Linked DNA regions of Hordeum vulgare: region 1 is linked to region 2. The links are chromatin contacts, called in public Hi-C maps. All regions are on one chromosome and are shown on one strand. Each heading gives the region's core, a stretch centred on a gene start, on an enhancer-like site or on the middle of the called end of the contact. The rest is flanking DNA. Distances are from core to core; before and after follow the strand shown. Region 1 holds the start of LOC123425532 (NADP-dependent glyceraldehyde-3-phosphate dehydrogenase). Region 2 has its middle 140 kb from the start of LOC123425873.

Evidence for each region. Hi-C and Micro-C count contacts between places; a contact is called where the count stands out from the background.
Region 1: a contact with region 2 is called in a Hi-C map of leaf, with 2.7 times the contacts expected there. The contact joins the promoter of LOC123425532 here to the enhancer-like site in region 2. A contact is called at or near these places in 2 of 6 Hi-C or Micro-C datasets (leaf and seedling).

The regions. Positions count from the first base shown.
Region 1 is chr2H:133,945,116-133,951,692 of MorexV3_pseudomolecules_assembly, reverse strand. It overlaps LOC123425532 (NADP-dependent glyceraldehyde-3-phosphate dehydrogenase), which reads right to left and starts at 1,840. Exons shown (of 9, transcript XM_045109221.1): 1 at 1,527-1,840; 2 at 676-869; 3 at 314-442; 4 at 89-208; 5 at 1-9. The coding sequence starts at 1,671.
Region 2 is chr2H:133,743,855-133,750,552 of MorexV3_pseudomolecules_assembly, reverse strand. No RefSeq gene overlaps it. Among protein-coding and RNA genes, the nearest start is that of LOC123425873, 140 kb to the right of the region's middle. Within about 2 kb of position 2,617, at least 2 of the 3 cell types and tissues checked have open chromatin away from gene starts, as enhancers often do. A contact at or near this core is called in leaf, where this site is marked.

The DNA of each region.
Region 1 (6,577 bases), core at 591-3,090, 200 kb before region 2:
CACCGCGCCCTGATTTCGCACAGTAGCACTTCAGAATTCAGATAAATCTTTTCTAATAAGATTAAAATGCAGAAATGAAATCATATACCTGAGTTGGAGGCTTGAGCACAAGAGAATTTCCAGCAATTAGCGCTGGGCCAATCTTAGAAACCGCCAGGTTGACAGGATAGTTAAATGGTGGGATTGCCAAAACTACTCCAAGGGGTACCTTTACGAGTGAGATGGCATGAGATGCAGGGCAAGATAACATGGATGTTTCATTAGTGTAGTAACCACGGATGATTTATCAGATCAGATATCTGAGCAGGTGTACCTTGGAGCTCAAACAGTACTTGTTGCGCTCATTACCGGGGAAGCTATCAGATACCAGCAGCTTGCCCTCCCCTAGTATCCGGACGCCCTCCTCGGCTGTGTACGACACCAAATCGCCAGACCGCACCACCTATATATCAAACCAAACCAAGCATCTCTTGTCTCTTAGCATCGGAAGAAGAAGAACACTAGAACTCCCTCCGTCCGGAAATACTTGTCATAAGAATGGATGTATCTAGATATATTTTAGTTATAGATACATTCATTTTTATTCATTTGTGCGACAAGTAATTCTGGACGGAGGCGTAGTTCTCAACGACAGCAGCAGAAGGGGGACACATGGACAGTGCAAACGCTGGTGACCTCAGAAACGGCATCCTTGGCCGGCTTGGCAATCTCCTTGACCAGGCACTCGGCGATCGGGGTCTTGTGCTCCTTGAGGATGGCCGCCGCCTTGTGGAGGAGTTCCGCGCGCTTCCACAGAGGAGTCCGCGCCCACGCCTTCTGCGCCACCTTGGCGGCGTCCATCACCTTGTTCACCTCCTCCTGTGTACATGCTGAAGAAGGGCGGCCAAACCAAATTTCTCATCAGCAACAGAAGCTCTAGGAATCTGGATTTTGTCATACGATTCTACGCAACAGTGCTACATGGATTATACTCCGTATATGATATACGCGGTCCTACCATCACCATGGAGCTTCTGTTTTGAACGATTTCTGACCACATTGCTCAGCGAATTATATAAGTCAGGTTCAAAAGTTGATTTCTATACTCTGGAAAATTCTCATCAAGTTCATTTAACAGGGGTCAGGGGTCATTAAAGATTTTAAGAATCGAAAGAGACATCGGTCAATTCGTAAAACTGATGGTGAGTGCGTGCGGAGTACAGTATTAGTTGCACCGATGAAACTTATGTTTGCTTCGTAAGTATCGAAAGATTTCAACGACACTAATAAGTCACCGTCAAGCATTCAATTACTTCAGGCAGCAGAGCAGAGCACTCTGAGGCTCTCAGAGCAGAGCACTCTCAGGCTCAAGCATTCAATCACTTCAGGGAGCATGTTAAAACTGCTCCAGGGTCTTTCCCAGGACCAAGATGCACAGCTTAGCCGCTCACACAGCCAGGTCACACTGCTCCTGAGTCCTGAGAGTCAGCTAGCGCATAGTTCTGTTGGCCGGAAAGAATAAACAAGAGGAGGATCAAGCGCGGCACCTTGCACCCTGTACTGCGTCTGGCGGGTGGTGGGGTTGACGATGGCGACTGTCTTGCCGGAGGCGGACGCGCGCCACTCCCCGTCGGCGTAGTACTTGTAGACCTCCCCGTCCAGCACGTCCGCGAACACCCCCGTCCCCGCCATCGGGGAAGAAGAAGAAGAAAAAGCAAGTGGATGGACGTGCGGTGTGTGGTGGTGGTGCACACTGGTTACTGGTTAGCTACTAGCGATGTGTTGTGTGGTAGTGCTACTGGCGGTGAGGGGCTCGGGGGGAGCGGTGGTTGGTGCTGATGGGTGCGCGAGTGGTGCAGCGGTGGCGGGGCGGGATTAAGTAGAGAGCGGAGGAGGAGGAGGATGATGGCCACGCGTGGGCGGGTGGTCGGCTGCGACGGGTGTGATGGAGAAGCGAGGAAGCGGACGGAGAAGCGAGGAGTACGTACTACCACGCGACGCGGGAGAAAACCTCGTGCGCCTATACGGGTGGCAGATCCAGTTGCCGCAGACTCACCTGAGCTGTGTGATCTGTGTGTGCGGCCGGGTTCGGGGCCATCCCTCTGGCCGTCAATGGTACTCCCTCCGTTTTTAAATATAAGTCTTTCTAGAAATTTCACTAATGGACTACATTCGGATGTATATAAAAATATTTTAGAGTATAAGTTTAATCATTTTGTTTTGTATGTAGACCCTTAATGAAATCGTTTAAAAAAATTATATTTAGGAACGGAGGGAGTAAGTCAGGAAATCATCGAGCTCCCTCCCGCCACACGTATCAACCACTCCAACCCGCTGCCCAATCCGGGCAGTTTGAACGCCCGGGACCGTGCCATTGCCACTGCTGCCATGGACCACCGTGAGTGCGCGCACGCCGCGGCCCAGCTCCATTCTCCGGGAAGGGACGGTGGCTGGCGCCGGCGGCGTCCACGTACGCTCGGCGTGCTCGAGGTACCGGTGGAGTCGCGTTCGTGATGTTGGGCGGCGAACCGCCACGACATGATTGGTATATACGTAACTAAAAACAGGTTGAGGCCCAGGCCTCGTCCGGATCGATAGCGCCTTGAAACCGAATGGAATGCCGTCTGCGGGAAAGAAGTGATGCGCGGTCATGGAGAGCCCCGGCCGGCCGGTACGAACCTGGCCGTCGTCAATTTGTTACTGTATTTGTGAGGTACAGGAAACGGAGGAACTGAAACGACGCTACTCGCGTGACTGCAACTGACTGGTGACATACCCACGGCTCATCATGCCTATACTCGATACACTTGAGTTCATTTTACGATGAAATTTCGTTCCTTGCGAATAAAAACAAACACGCTTTAGGTAGTACTCCCTCCGTTCCTAAATATAAGTCTTTTTAAAAGTTTCACTAATGGACTATATATGGATGTATATAGACATATTTTAAAGTGTATTTTCCTTCGTATGTAGTCTCCTAATGAAATATCTAAAAAAACTTATATTTAGGAACGGAGGGAGTATATGCCAGTGGGCTGAAAATTATTTTCGGGTAAGTCGATTTTTTCTTCTTTGAGTTCTCTGCTCTGCTTTTTTTGGTGGCTGTTTTGTGAGCTTGGCTAGTTTTTTGGCTGACCGCATATTCGGGTAGTCAATTTGCTACTGGCCTAAAGCCCATTAACTATTCTGCCCAGCCCTCCCTCTCAGGAAATCCTATTTTAGCACCGCAGATGCCGGTTAAAGGTAAATTTTGCTAACCGACGTCTGCAGCACTTCGAAGGCCAGCCCGTTTAGAGTCAGATCGTGTTTTAGCCCGTGCACTCTTTTTTTAAATTAATGAACTTTTTTGAAAATTGATGTTTTTTAAAAATTTTGAACTTTTATAAAATCGGAGAACATAATTTAAAATTCGTGAACTTTTTTCAAAATCAGTGAACTGTTTTTAAAAACTGATGAGCTTTTTTTTGAAAATCAATAATTTAATATTCGAATTTTGTGAACTTTTTGAAAATACATAAACATATTTCAAAAATGGGTGAACTTTCTTTATAGTCATTGAGATTTTTTCGCAAATGTGATTTTTTTTTAAAATCTATGAACTTTTTTCGAATTTTAAGGACTAACACATTCAACATGGGCCGGCCCACGAGAAGGAGCCCTGCAGGCGCCGGTTTGTCTAACCGGCGCTTAGGGCGACGTATAGGAACTCCCCTCCCTCCCTCCCTTTGTTTCTTTCTATGTTTCCTTGTTTGGATGCATTTCTCCATTTGTATTTTGTTTTTCTTTATTGTTATTTTCTTCTGTGGGTATTTTTAGAAGGGATTTACTACATCTACGTACAGGACCTACGTAAACCTACGCGAAGGTTGAGTTGGCATGGTTTAATTGGAGCAAAAAGTGACCCAGGCCCCACCTACGAGAATCGAGGGGGAGAAAATATTAGATTAGAGGAAGTTACGTAAGAGTGCGTAACCATTTTGTGTAGGTGTAGGATTATTGTTTTTAGGATATTGGGTGAGTGTAAATGTATATACAAAAACAATAGTGAACCAACTTGTGGTTGGATGGTTAGAGGAGCAGTGGTATCCCCAACCCATCAGGGTCAAGTCCTCGTACTCGCATTATTCCTGAATTTATTTTAGGATTCCAGCGATGCGCATTCAGTCAGAGGAGACGTTTCCGTCGATGACTAGGCGCCTACGATGACTTCGTAAATCTCAAGATGATATGTCAACTCAGTCTCTCGAAGGTGCTCATAGGAGTAGGGTATGCTTATGTGCGTTCATAGACGTGAGTGTATGCGTATTTATATATGCGCTTGCATCTGTACTATGTTTTAAAAAATACGTGTGAAAATTACACTATTATATGATTTTTTTATTCTATACTATCAAAAGTGCAATTACACTAAAAAGTTGTGTGCAAGTTTCTTTTTTAACTTTTTTCATTATCTTCCTTCTTAAAGTGTAATATGAATGACGCCAAAATTCATTGTTCCTTATAAAATTTATTATTATTTTGATTAGATATTATTTCATTTCCTTTCTTCTTTAAGGGTAATACCAATGTCACTAATTCATTCCTTCTTAGAATTTAATTTTTGCAAAAAATCACTATTATATGTTTATTCTTGCATATTTTAAAAAAGGGCAATATTTGTGTATATTGTGTGCACATTTTTTTCATTGTTTTAAACTCTTTATTTATTTTACTTCTTCTTAAAGGTTAAACCAATGCCAAAATTTCATTTTTTCTTAGAAAATCTTATTATTTAAATTTTCTTTTATTTCATTTTCTTTCCTCTTAAAGGTTAATACTAGTGTTACTAAGTCATTTTCCTTATAAAACTTCATTATTTTATTTTTAAATTACTAGTTTATTTTGTTCTTCTTTAAGGGTAATACCAATGCCACTGGTTCACTGTCTCTTAGACAATTTATTTGTGCAAAAACTTCACTACCATATGCATATTCTTGCATATTATTCAAAAGCGCAATTTTTTGTCTTTATTGTGTGCAAATTTTATTACTTTTAATTTTTATAATTTCTTTCTTCTTAAAGGGCAATCCAAATGCCACTAATTCATTCTTACTTAGAAAACTTCACTATTTTGATTTTGTTTTAGTTTTAGTTTTATTTCATATCTTTGTTTTGAAAGGGTAATACCGAAACCACTAATTCATTCTTTCTTACAAAACATTAGTATTTTGTTTTAAATTTAGTTCTTACTTCATTTTATTTGTTCTTTAATATAAATCAATATATGGTTCGATGGTTCAACATATCACCATGTTACATTGTTTAAACTAAATAAATTAACTCTCATATACCCTAAGCTCTTATTCACATTGAATCCATTCACAACTTGCCATGGTCGTTGGGAATTATGAGGTGGATAAAAATATTTCCTCACATGTTATGTAGCTCTTTCGAATGTATGATAGTTGTTATGCAGGATAGCTAGTTTGGTTCATCAAACTCGCATGACTATCCTATAAAGCTCTAATAGACATACAACTGTTATGAATGATAGTTAGTTAGGTTCACCAAACTCATATGACTATCCTATAGAGCTCTGATGGTTATCCTACTGATATAAATACTAATTGATTAAGATTTAACCCTTTATTAATCCGGAATTGTTGAGAAATAAGAAGTGGATAGATATGCTCTTGCATATATTTAATAAATACATGGGCGATGGGATATTGGAGTATAGCAAAGAGTTATTGGAAACTTGGACTAGAAAGAGCTTTACAAGGCGTCGTTGTCTTCATCCTACTGCTAATGTTCCCCACATTCCCAGCATTCCCTGGAAAACCAAACACACATCCATTAAAGTTGCTGCCTTCTCCTTCCACACAACAATCTTCCAAACAAGGATCCACAAATTGTCTGCAACGGCTATATGGGGTGTTCTTGTCTTTGCCCCATCTAATCGGCACGAGTGCAACGCCTCCAAGCACATGTTGCACCAACTTCCATATGCTCATTAATATCAGCTCCAGTGTATGGATTCGACCACAGTTGAACCACTACCACCTCTGCTTTGAAGCAATCCGGGAACCTTAACCTCTAGCGCAACTACTGGATCAATCAAGATGCAATATCTAAGATAATAATATGCTTAATCCGCATGCAAGGAATAAAATGTTTGTACTGGTAATATAATGAGTTAAATACACTAGTGGTGCCTTGCTCGGTTAGTTTAGTGTCTAAAGTTGCATAATACATAAAATTGATGTTCGAACTTGTCCGATCGTGCAAATATGGTGCCTTCATATATATCCATGTGTACGTCCAGCCTGCGTGGCGTGCCAGCATGCCAGCGGGCCACATGTAGTTGAGAGTGGGGAAGGTGTTGGGTGCTCTATGCGCGAGGTTTTTTTTCATAGAAATATTGAATCGTGTAGGAAAGACCTCAAATGCAATGTATGGTATCGAGAAATAAGATGAAAAAAAGTCTTAATTGAGGTGTTTGGAACCTCGAACCTCCTGATTGACTACCGGACGACATAGCCAATGGCCAAAATATACCATGCGTACAACTCTTAGCTAGAAAGCTATGTAGACACTCTATGTAGATCATTTCCATGTA
Region 2 (6,698 bases), core at 1,368-3,867:
TTTGTATTTTAAATGTAATTTTTTTATAAATTGATTGTAAGATTATCTCGGATGAAGAATATATTATTCTGCATCCTAAGTGATGCATAGAGTTTCTATATATATAGCAGAAATACATCCTACCACTCAGGGATAGTTACCCCCACATGTTCCATATACTATCATGTGGTAGTGTGTATACTAATTTATTATTTTATCTATGTTCATATAATATATAGAAGATGTTTTAAAGTGACTTACACTAAAAAATTACAAGTTAACCCATAATTTTTGTTATATTTGTAAAATATGTATATATTTGTATGTAAAAAAGAGCATACACAAAATATGATATATATTATCAAAAAGATAGTATATATACTACCTAAACATTATTATATATACTATATATTACGTGTACATACTCTTTGATTTGATAGATACTACATACAACATACAAAACGTAAGTGATGTTAACTACGTGGTGGTATATATATATATATATATATATATATATATATATATATATATATATATATATATATATAAAGTCTATTTCTCACTCGGATGCAAAACAAGTCTATTTCTTCATCTAGGTAATCTTATGACCGTTTCGTATATAAATTACATTTGGAATACAAATAGTTACATTAATATTGATCCATTACTTAAAATTTGATGTAAAAAATAAAAAATATAGATCTGTTCTGCTAATATTAGCAGAATAGTTATTCAGCAAACACTTTTCAACTACACGTTCAATGCTAGTGCACTATATTCATATCAAACCAGCATTGTAATGTCACAGAAAAAACTGCACGCGTTTTTAAACACCGATTTTGCTTCAGTTTTTAAACCGTTTGACCGAACAAGGTGTATAATATACGTTGGATTGCTACGGAAAATTTCCAACTTCGTCATGTTAAACACTTTTTGAGATTTATCATGGTTTAAGAGCAGTTTCAAAAATAGTGAGCGGATGACGGGATGCAACGAGTGTATTTTCGCGTTTTTTTTCTAAACTGCTCGTCGGAATGAAGTAAACGATATGGCGCTTGAAAGGTATCATCGGGGCGTAACTTTTTCATATATATTTTATTCTCTAATTCCCTACAGTTTGAGAGTAATATTAAATTTACTAAGAAAACAGAATTCTGTTTTTTAAGATTATCGATTTTTTGTACGTTTTTTGCTGCAGTTTATAAGCGGTTCATTGGAACGAGGCGTACGATACAAAGTTGAAAAACTGTGGAATAAGAGCAATTTTCATACGTTGGTCATTTGTTAAGATTCCTTATGGTTGTAAATGAATTTTGAAAACAATGCCACTGTCTACGTGTTGCAGCGAGCGTATTTTCATAAAAAAAATTCAAACCGCTCGTCGGAACGAAGCAAATGATACAGTGTTGAAATGATATCGATGAGGCGCAACTTTTTCATGTAGAACATCCTCCTAATTCATTATAGTTTAAGAACAGTTTTGAAATTATCGACGCGTTTATGATTTGAAAATGTTCATGATTTGAAATTACCCTAATTCATACGTTCCTCAAATTTTGTTCACCAATTCTAAAAATGTTCATGATTCGAAAATGTTCAGGAATTTTAGAAAAAATTCTTCATCTTTTTAGAATAGTTTTTTTTAAATGTACGTAAATTCAAAAAATGTTCGTGTTTCAAAAAGTGTACATAAGTTGAAAAATATTCTCAGTTCAAAAATTATTTACAAATTTCAAAAAATGTTACTTTTTTCATAAATTGGTCACAATATTCATAAAATATTCTTGTTTTCACATTTTTATAAAAAATGTTCCTGTTTTACAAAAAACATTTCTATTTGTTTTTAATTTATTCACAAATTGAAAACAATTCAAACTTTGTTCAGCAATTCTAAAAATGTTGGGGAGTTTTCGAAAATGTTCTTCATTTTCTAAATAATGTTTCCCTTTTCAAAAAATGTACGTAAATTCAAAAACAATTGTGTTTCAAACAGTATACATATGTTGAAAAAATGTTCCTGCTTCAAATATTGTTTACATATTTCAAAATAATTTATTTTTTTTAAACATGTTCTAAGTTTTTAAAATGCTCCTGTTAATAAATTTCTTTGTGTTTTTAAAATTTCTTTAGATATTCAATAAAATTTCAATTATAACCTGTGTTTGTAAATACGAAAGCTGTTTAAGTTTCAGAAAGTCAAAAAACTTCAAAATGGTAAGATTTTTGAAAAAAGAGAAAGAGAAACACAATAGAACATAAAGAATAAGAGAAAAAAGAAAAAATGAAAAGGAAAATAAGTAAATAAAAATAGAAAAGAAAACAAGCTGATTAACTGGCCCGGTACAGTCGATTCGCTAGCGGCAGTGGCCCAGTCGCTTTTCCCCGGCCTATGCGAAGCTACAGCTATTGAAGGCACAATGCATCCAATAGAAGGTCCTGCGCGTTTGTTCCCGTTGGCCGCACTTTTTTTTGTGAAATATTACTAGCCAACAACAAAAAGAAAGAAAAATGGGCGTCCGTTTGCAATTTTCGAAGAAACAAACGTCTCAAGCACCGAATATACGATTAGTGCTGTGCAATTCCTATATGACGCCCCATGCGGCAGGTTAACGTTGAACCGGACATGCATGGAGATAGCGATGCTATAATTGGCCGACCATTTAGGGCACGCTTGGATTGTCGGTTTGGTTCCAATACCTGTGTATAATTGCTACAGACCTCATATGGTCGTTTTTATTTTAGCCAAAAATCGCACTACAACCGTTAATATACACTTATAAAACAATTTACATACGGTTCTGGTCTTGGGAACCTTTGTGGACGATTTTTGGAACTTTCCAGAAGGTTCTTCAACCAGTTTTATGTTCGTTCTTTCTTTAGTGTATTCTTTGTTTTCCATTTTTTTTGTTTTCTAAAGAATACAAATTTTCAAAAATATCAACAATCTTTGAAGAATCTTCAATATTAAAAAATTGCTTCTCTTAGAACGTTGCTAATCTAATCATCAAAACATATGCTACAATTAGTAGTGGACATGTATAAATGCTAAAATTAATTAATTAGTACGGTAGTATGCGAGGGGATGGTGGACTATGTATAACCAACCCATTGGTAGGGTGTGTTTGCTTGCACAGATATTCTCCGAATGACAAGGATATCCCTTCTATGTGAGGGATGCCATTTGTTTGGATCCGAGGCGAGGAAGGACAAGGGTAGCCACATGCTAAGAATATTTCCTCAAAAAGGGGATGGGGTCAACCGCCCAAAACGGGGGGTCGCCGCAGCATCCCTCCTCTCCGCCCTCCGCGGCGCCGGCCGCTCCTCTCCGCCCTCCGGGCCACCCGCCGCTCCTCTCCGTCGTCCGCGCCACCCGCCGCTCCACTCCGCCCTCCGCGTCGCCTTTCGTTCCTCTCCTTCCTCCGCGTCGTCGGCCGCTCCTCTCCTACCTCCGCGCCGCCGGCCGCTCCTCTTCGCCTTGCGCGCCGCCGTCCATTCCTCTCCTTTCATCGCGTCGTCGGCCGCTCCTCTCCTACCTCCGCGCCGTCGGCCGCTCCTCTCCGCCCTCCGCGTCGCCGGTCGCTCCTCTTCGCCGTGCGCGCCGCCGTCCATTCTTCTCCTTCCTTCGCGCCGTCGGCCGCTCCTCTCCTACCTCCGCGCCGCCGGCCGCTCCTCTCCGCCCTCCGCGACGCAGCTCCTCCCCTTCCTCTCTCACCAGTCGGCCGTCTCCTTCCTCCGCGCTGCCGCTCCTCCCCTTCCTCTGTTACCAGCTGATCGTCTCCTTCCTCCGCGCCGCCACTCCTCCCCTTCATTTATATCCCTCAAACCAAACAGAACATGGGATAACACCATCCTTTCAACCAAACAAAAAAATGGCTATCCCTAACTAGGTGGTTGGGAATGCCCTTAACCACCCTAGCATGTCCCTACAACCAAACGCACATAAATACATATATGCAAGAACACTATGGCGAAGAAGATTAGAGGTTTTACCTCCATCGTGAGGGGGCTGAACCTGAATACTTCCACATGTTATCCCCCCATGCGTCTCGAGGCTTTGTTCCTCCCCCTCTCTTTCTATCAAAATTCACACCACGATAGTTATGACGAGTGTCGATGACGCCCGCAGCACGAGAGCTCACCATTGTTTATTTTTTTACTACAAAAGTCGTCTAAAACTACTATCCATTTGATCTAGATCATGTGCCTCGGGGGCGTTTGTTGGGATTTCAATCCCAGCGTTCGCCAGATAGTTTTACCATAAAAGAAAAGCATAACATATATACGTGGCTAAGAACATATATAGATGGACCTCTTAAACCCGTGTCAAACGTTTGGACGGGACGTTCGGTTGTCAAACGTGTGGACAAGACGTTCAATTATTGACCAGTCAAATGGAACGATTCAATTGAACCTCTTAAACCCGTCACAAATGTCCAAGGCTTCCAGTCACTGTCTGCATTGGTGGAGCCTCGTGGAGGGCAAAGCGGTTTGCGACACCCCCTCCCCCTTCCAAAAGTGAACTTTTTTATTTTACTACTAAGCATTGGTCCAGCTTATGAGTAAACAATTTTCCTCCCAGCCCAAATGGAAGGACGCGCTGTCAGTCTCTCACGCTCTCCTCTTCTTTCCCAAACCGCGTCTCCCTTCCTGACTTGCCTCCGTGGCAATTGAAATTTGCATTCATGACAACTTCTTATACGTGCGAAACCTTGATAGGCGTCTCCACAAGAGCAAAACCCCGTCCCTCCTTTTCAAGCTCGATATCCGTAAGGCTTTTAACACCGTCAAGTGGGAATACTTGCTTGACTTGCTACAGTGACGAGGCTTCCCATGCAAATTCAGGGACTCGATCGCGGTCCTACTCTCCTCATCCTCTTCGAGGATCATCCTCAACGGTATTGGCGGATGCCCAATCAAGCCTGGACAAGGCCTGCGGTAGGGGGACCCCGCATCACAGCTCCTCTTCGTCATCGCAATTGACCCTCTTCAAAGAATTCTTGATGTGGCCACGAGCAAGGGGCTCCTTCACAAGCTCAGAGGAAGAGGCCCCATGATGAGGACATATCTCTACGCAGACGATGTTGTCGTATTCTTGGTACCAATAAAAAATATGTGGACAACTTCGCAAGCATTTTGTAGGGCTTCAGAGAGGTCACGAGTCCCTGCACCAACTTTCACAAGAGCTCGTTCGTGCCCATCCGTTGCAACCAGATTAACTTGGGACGCTTAACGCAAAGCCTCCTGACGACTAGGACTTCCTTCCCCATGCGATATCTGGGTCTACCCTTTCCATTTGGAAGCTAAAGCTCGTGGACTTCCAATTTATTGTAGACAAGGCCGCGGGCATGCTAACAACCTACGAGGGGCAAAATATCACAACCATCGGTCGAACTGCCCTAGTCTGGTGTGTGATCACCTCTCAACTGGTCTACCCCGCAAGACCATTGGTCATTCCGCCAACCATCCTCCTCCACGTCAACAAGCTTGAAAGAGCTTCCCTATGGTCTAATGCGGAAAAAAGAACGGGGGCAAAATGCAAGGTGAACTGGGAGACTGTTTGCAGATCACGCGAGTATGGGGGGTGGGGGTCCTCAACACAAAAAAGGTCACATGTGTGCTCCGGTTGTGCTCACCGTGGTACGAATGGAAGGACCCCACTAAGATGTGGGTGGGGATGGGCAACCCTTGCAATGACAAGGACGTGGATTTCTTCTATGCATCTGTCACCATCGCCATTGGCAATGGTGCAAGGGCCCCTTTCTGGGATGCGCCATGGCTCCATAGGTGCAAGCCAATAGATATCGCACCGCTGATCTACGAGGCCTCCAATAGGAAAAATTGGAAGGTTCGTGAAGCTCTCAATAATAGTGCCGGATCCGAAGGATCAAGCTGCCCACAAACGTCTCCGCTGAGCATGTCACGCAATTTTTCACCTTATGGATGCTCCTCCTCGAGGTCGTGCTGGACGAGTTCTCCGAGGATGACATCCCGTGGAAGCACACGAATACTAGGATCTACTCCGCGGCTTCCGCGTACAAGGCGCAGTTCCTAGGGTTGGTCCACTCACCCATGGATAGTATGGTCTGGAAGGCTTGGGCACCATCGAAGGTCAAGTTCTTTGATTGGTTGGCTCTCCAAGACAGAATCTGGACGACCGATAGGTTGGCAGAGTGAGGGTGGCCAAACTATGATGTTTCCCCCCTTTGCAAGAGAGTGCAAGAATGTGGATCTCATCTACTCTTCAAATGCCGGTACACCCGAAGACCGTGAGCCCTTACTCATTGATGAGCATCACATCCTTGGGATCGACATGAACATCTGGACATCGTTCAATTCCGTTTACGCCTGGTGGGCTAGTATCTGTGACTGTGCTGAACCTTTCAGGCAAGCCAAGGCGTCCCTCACCATGCTCGTCTCATGGACGATCTGGAACGAACGAAATGCACGGGTTTTCAAAAGCAAAAGTGTGCAACCGACTATTCTGCTTGCCTCCATCTCAACGGAGGCAAACCTTTGGGTCACCGCGGGTGCCAAGAAATTAGGGTCCATAATTTCACAAGAGTAATTCGCATGTCCTGTATTTGGGCGGTTTGTAACAAACTCTATTCCTTCTTATTTAATGGATGAGGCAAAGCTTTTGCCTTCGTTTAAAAAAAATCTGGGTCTTCATCCAAGTCCCGATTCTCCAAACGTGTTCTTCTGCTTGTCAGCTGTTTCAT